Linked DNA regions of Mus musculus: region 1 is linked to region 2. A link is a contact called in public promoter capture Hi-C data. All regions are on one chromosome and are shown on one strand. Each heading gives the region's core, a stretch centred on a gene start, on an enhancer-like site or on the middle of the called end of the contact. The rest is flanking DNA. Distances are from core to core; before and after follow the strand shown.

What was found. Promoter capture Hi-C pulls out the DNA fragments that hold promoters and counts their contacts.
Region 1: a contact with region 2 is called in a promoter capture Hi-C map of 3T3-L1-derived adipocytes, with 3 times the contacts expected there. The contact joins the promoter of Duox2 here to the promoter of Eif3j1 in region 2. A contact is called at or near these places in 13 of 39 promoter capture datasets (the 3T3-L1 cell line, 3T3-L1-derived adipocytes, the C10 cell line and 8 more), 2 of 484 Hi-C or Micro-C datasets (both in embryonic stem cells), 3 of 115 datasets of contacts at active chromatin or transcription factors (embryonic stem cells, epiblast stem cells and pancreatic cancer cells) and 2 of 9 other capture datasets (adipose tissue and liver).

Annotation. Positions count from the first base shown.
Region 1 is chr2:122,296,744-122,300,433 of GRCm38.p6, forward strand. It overlaps Duox2 (dual oxidase 2), which reads right to left and starts at 1,484. Exons shown (of 33, transcript NM_001362755.1): 1 at 1,353-1,484; 2 at 980-1,069; 3 at 633-797; 4 at 1-126. The coding sequence starts at 1,422. It overlaps Duoxa2 (dual oxidase maturation factor 2), which reads left to right and starts at 2,157. Exons shown (of 6, transcript NM_025777.2): 1 at 2,157-2,444; 2 at 3,405-3,462. The coding sequence starts at 2,298.
Region 2 is chr2:122,027,246-122,030,724 of GRCm38.p6, forward strand. It overlaps Eif3j1 (eukaryotic translation initiation factor 3, subunit J1), which reads left to right and starts at 1,335. Exons shown (of 8, transcript NM_144545.4): 1 at 1,335-1,479; 2 at 1,563-1,666. The coding sequence starts at 1,428.

The DNA of each region.
Region 1 (3,690 bases), core at 234-2,733, 270 kb after region 2:
GCAGCACCACGTTCCCGCGCTTGTCAGGGTCGAACACCGGGTCCCCACGTGGGATGTAAATGTTGAGGAACTCTGCGGGGCAGCCTGGTGTTTCCACACTCACCAGGTCTGAGAGCACGTGGTAGCCTGGGTTAAGAGAGCAAAGTGGTAGATAAATCACCAGGTCCCGCTCTCCTTAGGAGAGCCTCTGAATTATCAGGACACAGAGGCCAGAGCACAAGCTTCAACGCTGTCTCTTCAGCTTATCCCCCCCCCCCCGCCAGACTTGATCTTCTAAGATGCAAACAAAACGTAGCATCCCCTTGTGAACATGCCAATATCGTTTCGGGGGTGGGAGGGGGGGAGGCGGATACGATTTGAAAACAAGCTCCCTTCACCTCTGTGTGGCAGTCATGAGAGTCTTGAGGACAGCAGTGGTCAGGGCATAAGTTTCTGAGAGTTCTAGTGGGGACCCAATGTACGTGTTGGTTTGAAGTAAAGTAAGAGAAAGATCCCCGCATCACACCCAAACCCTCAAAGATGATAACAGAAGCACTTCTTGGAAAGTTCTTTTTTCTGCAAGTTGCGGTGGTCCTTTCCCTGGACACTCAGCAAGCTCCAGATCCACCCTGGTTTCCTGTTCCTATACTCACCAAAGAAGACCCCCAGCACTGTGCGGTTGTGGACCGAGGGCAGCCCTGCTTTGCCCTTAGCGACAGCATCGCTTAGCCGGCGAGGGTTGGGCAGTAGCGGCTCTTCCAGAGCCTGATAAACACCGTCAGCATAATTAGCCGGTATTAGGCGACGCAGCCGCGAGCCTGGAGCGCAGAGAGTTGATCTGGATCAACGCTCTGGGTCCCCAAGAAGCCCCACATGCCCCCTCCCATTTCCTACCCCCAGGAATGGATAAGAATGTGGTGAGAATGCAATCCCGCAGGCCGCCCCGGCTCCTCTCCCCACACTCCAACTGCACGCCCTCCCTACAGAGCCCGGGGCTTACCAGCCGCACCGCGCTGGTGGTACTTCAGATTATTAAACCAGCCGTCGTAGCGCTGCACTTCCCAGGGCAGTGAGGGTGCGTCCTGGCCACCTGTGGGAGCAGAAAGCCTCCCACTTAACATTAACCTTCCAGAATGCCCTGAATGACCCGATGGGCTTTAGGCTCCTTCCTCAGCTGGCTAACTCCTGCCAATGAACGCCATCTCCAATCCTTTGGCCGCTGAGCCGAGGCGGTCAGAAGTCTTCCAACTCAATAGCTCAATAAGAGATGGCTCAACCCTTCCAGCTTCCAGGCGCCATCTGCCTTCCCTTCTCTTTCCACACTCCTGTGGGACACTGGCTAGCCCCTTCAGCAAGAGGCCCCTACTACGTACCTGCTGGGCCCAGGGGTCCAGTCAGCAGAGCGCCCAGGAGAACTAGAGTCTTGGGACTTGTTGGAAGCATGCTGTCCTTGATCCCGGCGGTGGGGGGTAGTGTGTCAAGAGCGCACACTCCCACGGCTGGTACTGGGAGAGGAGCAGAGAGGTACTACTCAGGTCCCACATCTTCACGACGCGCTTTCTGGCATTAAGACCGTCTGCCACCCTAACCCTGTCTGATGCTGATCTCAAGCACATTAACACCCTGGTCAGGAGCGCAGCGGGACTGTCTATGGGGTTTGTTCTAAAACCTAGTCCTCTCAGCCCAATTTCCCAAGTACTGCTTCTCCAGGAGGGGGATAGAAAAGGGAGAGAGGCTAATGAACTGAGAGCTAGGGACGCGCAGCCAACCTCATCCTCATCTAGGATGAATTACGTTCAAAGGGGAGAAAGGAGCTAGGAGACCCAACCTCTGGTGTAAGGGATCCGGTCCGGTTCAACAGTCTTCCGTGGTCTTGGAGATTTTGTTTCCTGCTCCGCTCCTGGGAGCAGCTCCGAGAATCTTCACCCTTCCTGGATGCCCGTTCACCCTTCGCTCTTCGTCCTGCCTAGCAGGTGTCGCTCGCGCCACCGCTAGCAGGTGTGAATGTGTGAATCAGAGGTTTGCGGTCGAGTTAAGGACAGGATTTCAGTTATTTGCATGTCTCCGCCCCTTCGTTTGCATGACCTCAACCAGACAGGACCCTGCTACCTGGTTTGGACGCCGCCCCTGCTTGCTGCCCACGCTCCTATAAAAGGAGGGGGTCTGCGTTTCTTTGTGAACACTGCGTGAAGTCGCAGGGCCAGGAAAGAGTTTCGGGAGATCACGCCTCTGCGCTTCTTAGGAGAGCCGCAGGGCTCGGACTTTTTATCACTCATCCCAGCTCGCTGCCTGCGAACAGTTCTCGAACTTCTTGCAGGATGACTGCGTGGGACGGGGTGCTACCCTTTTACCCCCAGCCCAGGCATGCCGCCAGCTTCAGCGTACCGCTGCTCATTGTTATCCTGGTGTTCTTGTCTTTGGCTGCTAGCTTCCTGTTCATCTTGCCTGGAATCCGTGGGCACTCGGTAAGGGGGTATTCAAAGTTCTCCCTAGAGGGATTCTAGAAGAAGCCGATTTCGTGGGGGTAATAGTGCGATATGGAGAGAGTTTCTTGGAGACTCAGGACAGAAGAGACTAAGGAAGATTCTCCGAGGATCAGCAGATGCAAATTTAGAAGTCTGGTGCAGTAAGCGACTCTTCCGAGGAAGAGGTTCCTTGGTCCAGGACATCCCGGGAAGAGACTCCAGCTGGCTTCTTTTGGAAGCTGCAGCAGCAGTGGGAATCAGCCCAGTATATTTGGAATTAAGTCTAGCCTTCGGGTGCGGCCAGCCCCCCCCCCCGTCTCTGGTCTCTGAATGCCTTAGCCCCTCTGTCCTGTGCTTTGAACCATGATCAAGAGAATGGGGACTTCTGTGCTTTTCTTACTGTGTTGAGTTAAAGACTCAAGAGAGTTTCACAGAAGATTCAAACGTGTAGCAAGCAAGAGAAATTTCCAAGCTCCCAGCCTCCAGGTCCTGAACTACATTGTTATAAGTCTGAGAAGACCTTTTCCTGTTGATCTTTGTTGGTTCGGAGGAACTGGCAGGTCTAGAAAAATCCGCAGTCCCTCTCTTTTAATTGACTACCAGGCCCCGGGGCCTCCCTCTTCTGGGAGAGGTGACCCCTGTCTGCCTGGCACTTGTGAACTCACTGAGTCTCACCAAGTAGTGATTGAATTAGAGGCGGAGAGCTGGCGCCAGACAGCTGGGGGTATACAGGTAGTCAGAGACTGACTGCCAGGCGAGGTAGACCTGAAAGTAGGCGAGGGGAAATGGCCAGGGAAACACATGCCCAGAATACACCAGAAACGTCGTTGGCATAGAGGAACTCGAAGGGAAAGCATCATCTTCAAAAGGTCAGGGATGAAGTGGAGTGGGGTCAAGGGAGGCCTTGAGGATGGGCTGGGTGGTACCCAAGCTTGATCCAGTGTGTATCTTTTCCTACAGCGCTGGTTCTGGTTGGTGAGAGTCCTTCTTAGCCTGTTCATAGGTGCCGAAATTGTGGGTGAGTGAACTGGGTAACTTGGGGGAAGGGGCGTGGAGTAGGGAAGGAGAGGCACTGAGAATCTGGGAGCTTTGCCGCCCTTCTTCTACTTCTCACCTATTTCTAGCACCCTTATCTGTTCTCTTGCGCGGGCTTTTCCATTTGTTTTGAGACAGTCTCTCACTAAGTAGCCCAGGCTGACCTTGAGAAGTGCTTATTTGCCCTGCCTCAGCCACTGTACTTGCCCAC
Region 2 (3,479 bases), core at 85-2,584:
AGACCAGGCTGGCCACCACGTGTGCCACCACGCTGGGCGGATGCTTTCTTTTATAGAGCGTCATCTCTCATTTTAATAATGCTGTCGAACAGCTGAGCGTGGTGGCGCACGCCTTTAATCCCAGCTCTCGGGAGGCAGAGGCAGGCTGATTTCTGAGTTTGAGGCCAGCTTGGTCTACTGAGTGAGTTCCAGGACAGCCAGGGCTACACAGAGAAATCCTGTCTCGAAAACAAACAAACAAACAAACAAACACAAAAAAATTGCGGTAGAACATTTCTTGAAAGACCACCTTATAAAATGTTTACTTGTAGACGAAAAATACACAAGAAACGGAAAGTACTAAGAATGGCTGATGTGTGTCTGTTTTTTTTAAAGACTTAAAACCTAAGCTCATGCCTTTAATCCCAGCACCTGGGAGCCAGCCTGGTTCACAGAGCGAGTTCCAGGACAGCCCAGGCTACAGAGAGAAACTTGTCTTAAAAACAAAGCAAAACAAAACAAAAAACTTTAAAAACAATGAATATATTGGAAAATCAGACAATATCTAAACTAGCTCCTTCCTTCTTAATGTCCTTACTGGGAAGCCCTGTGCCAAGGGGGAGAGAATTTTGCTCCTTTTAGGTTCTTTTTATCAGTTTACCTGTTAGAATGCACTCAGATGAGCACCACAAGCCTTCTCTCTACCAGAAATGCACCGGAGCACAAGTCACTTGGTTTCTCAAACTCCAGCTTCACCAGTGCCTACCGCGGGCAGAAAACTGAAACTTCCGTCGTCGTTAATGCTACCTTTTTAACATCTAACCTCATAATGCTTCTTTTTGTTGCAGCCACTGCACTGTGTCGAAATCTGTTTACATAACTATTTTGCTACTGTGTTGAGGACAAACTAGAATAAGCCTGGGACGGACCACGGAACTCCGAAATGTTTTCGCCAAAACAATCACCGTGCAGGACTTCGGGTGATCACCGGAAGGGAGAACCAGGGAGACTTGGAGTATACTTCCATCTCCGTGCCCGAATGCTAGGAGGCCACGGGATATCTGCCCTGTCCACTTCCTCCTCGCTGCTCGCCTGCTGCCGGCTCACGATCAGCCAGCACTAGAAGACCCACTCGCTAGCCGAGCACCGCCCGACTCACGCGTGCGCACTTCCTTTCTCTTCTCGCGGGGGGTGGGGGATGAGGGGGTGAGGGGTGTGGCTTGGGGGGACCAGGCTGGTCCGCGTCTCCCAGCCCAGCGTCGCCCCACCCCGCCCGCCCCGCCCCTGCCGCGCGCGTCGCCCGTGGGGCGGAGCCTCTGCCGGGCGCCCAGTCAGCCACTGTCCCAGCCTGCCCTGCGCGGGCCAACGAGAGCCAGCCCAGTGACTCACCTCTGCCGCGCTAACTCTTCGCAGCTCTTCCCATCGCACACGCTCACCCCCGGTTCGAGATGGCGGCGGCGGCGGCGGCGGCAGCGGCGGCGGGGGACTCAGACTCTTGGGGTGAGCAGAAGTTCCGGCCCAAATGCGGGCTGTGGCGGCCCCGCTCCCACGCGGGTACTAACGCGACTCGCTCTCTTCCGTAGACGCGGACACGTTCTCTATGGAGGACCCGGTGCGGAAGGTCGCGGGCGGCGGCACGGCCGGCGGGGACCGCTGGGAAGGCGAGGACGAGGACGAGGACGTGAAGGTAGGTTCGGGCCCGGGAGCCAGGCTACGCCCGTGGGCGCCGGCTGCGGGCGGGGAGATCGGGCCCCCGGGGCGCCGCCCGGGCCTGCGGGCCGTGGGTCCCGCGTGAGCTTCGGCCCGGAGGTTCCCTCGGCTGGACGGCCATGTGGGCAGCAAGGCGGCAGCTTGTCCGGCCGGACTCTGCGGAGGGTGGTGACCGCCTGGGCCCCAGCCCTTCACCGAGGGTCGGCTCTCTGGCCTGGAACCTAACTGGAGACGAGAAGTGACAGCAGCAGTCCGGTCGGCCCACGTGCTATCTTCGCAGTCCAGAACCTCTCACCGAAACTAGGCGAACAGATCGGGAACTCGGTTTCAGTGTTTGTCCCATATGGAAAGTCGTGGATCCGCTTTTCCTAGTTCGGCTCTCCCATGTGTCAGTAACTTAGGTATGATTGTGAAGGCCGGTAGCTCGTTTGAGCGATTAGATGGAGAAAATACATTGAATTTTCTAAACTAGAATTGGAGTAGTAAAACAACTTTTAGCTCTCCCTTCCCCCACCCTGTGGTAAGAAGGATGAACTGAGAGCACTGAGATAACCATCGGGTTAGTGGACAGAACTGTGAACTCTGAAAAACAGAGCTAACAGTTATTCATCTACACAGGGACAGACAGGCTTAGAAAAAAACCCCAAAGAGTTGGTGGTTGTGGTAGACCAGGGGCCAGTGGTTTGTTTGTTTTTTTTTTTTTTTGTATTGTAAATTCGAGTCCTATTCACCTTTATTGTTCTTAAAAACTCTCACGGGCTCATCTTACAGCTTTAGATATACTGTTTGGATTTTTCATTTTTACTCTGAACTTTGCTGAAGTGTATGTCTACTTTACCAGACAGCCTGAATTTGAGGAATGAAGTGATCTTTGTGTACATTGAAGTTAATAATGAAGTTAATAATAGTGCTGTTGACTGGCTACTTACGTGCTTTCTTTATCTATTGTATGTATACACTTGGGCATGGTTTGTTACCGACCTTATATTATCCTATCACGGCAGATTTTCAGTTTTGACTTTTCACTTTTCCTAGGAAGTAGAAGTTAGGACATCTTATAAAGTTAAAGAAGTTAAAGTTGGGCTGGAGAGATGGCTCAGCGATTAAGAGCACTGACTGCTCTTCTGAAGGTCCTGAGTTCAAATCCCAGTAACCACTAGCCACCCATCTGTAATGAAATCTGATGCCCTCCTACAGTGTACTTATATGTAATAATAAATAAGTCTTGGGAAAAAAAAAAAGTCAAGAGATGGGAGTAAGTTTAAAACAAAACAGGGGACAGTGGGGGGAAAGTAAAGGAGGCGGGAATAAATGCCAAAAGGTTGTTTAAAGCTTTCAGTAATGATGCCATGTAGTATCTACCTGGGGTTATGGAATGTAAATGGTGTCATTCCTGATGTTTATAATTCGTATCACTTAACAGTGGTTGTGGACCTTCCTGGTGCTGTGAACTTTTAGCTTGTATTTAACATGTTGTGGTGACCTCTCCCAAGCATAAAGTTATTTTTTGCTACTTTATAACTAATTTTGCTGCTATTATGAATTGTAAATATCTGATGCAGGATATCTGAGCTCTGAAAGGGTTGTTGGAGACCCACAGTGAGAACCACTGTAAGTTGATAAGTGTAAGAGCTAACTTTGGGGAGACTTAGAGGTGAGTTACTTGTAAAATCCACGTATCCACTCACTCTTTCAGTGCAGACTTACTTTCGTATACATAACCAGTCTTTTTTTTTGGTATTTTTCAAGACAGGGTTTTTCTGTGTAGCCCTGGCTGTCCTGGAACTCAC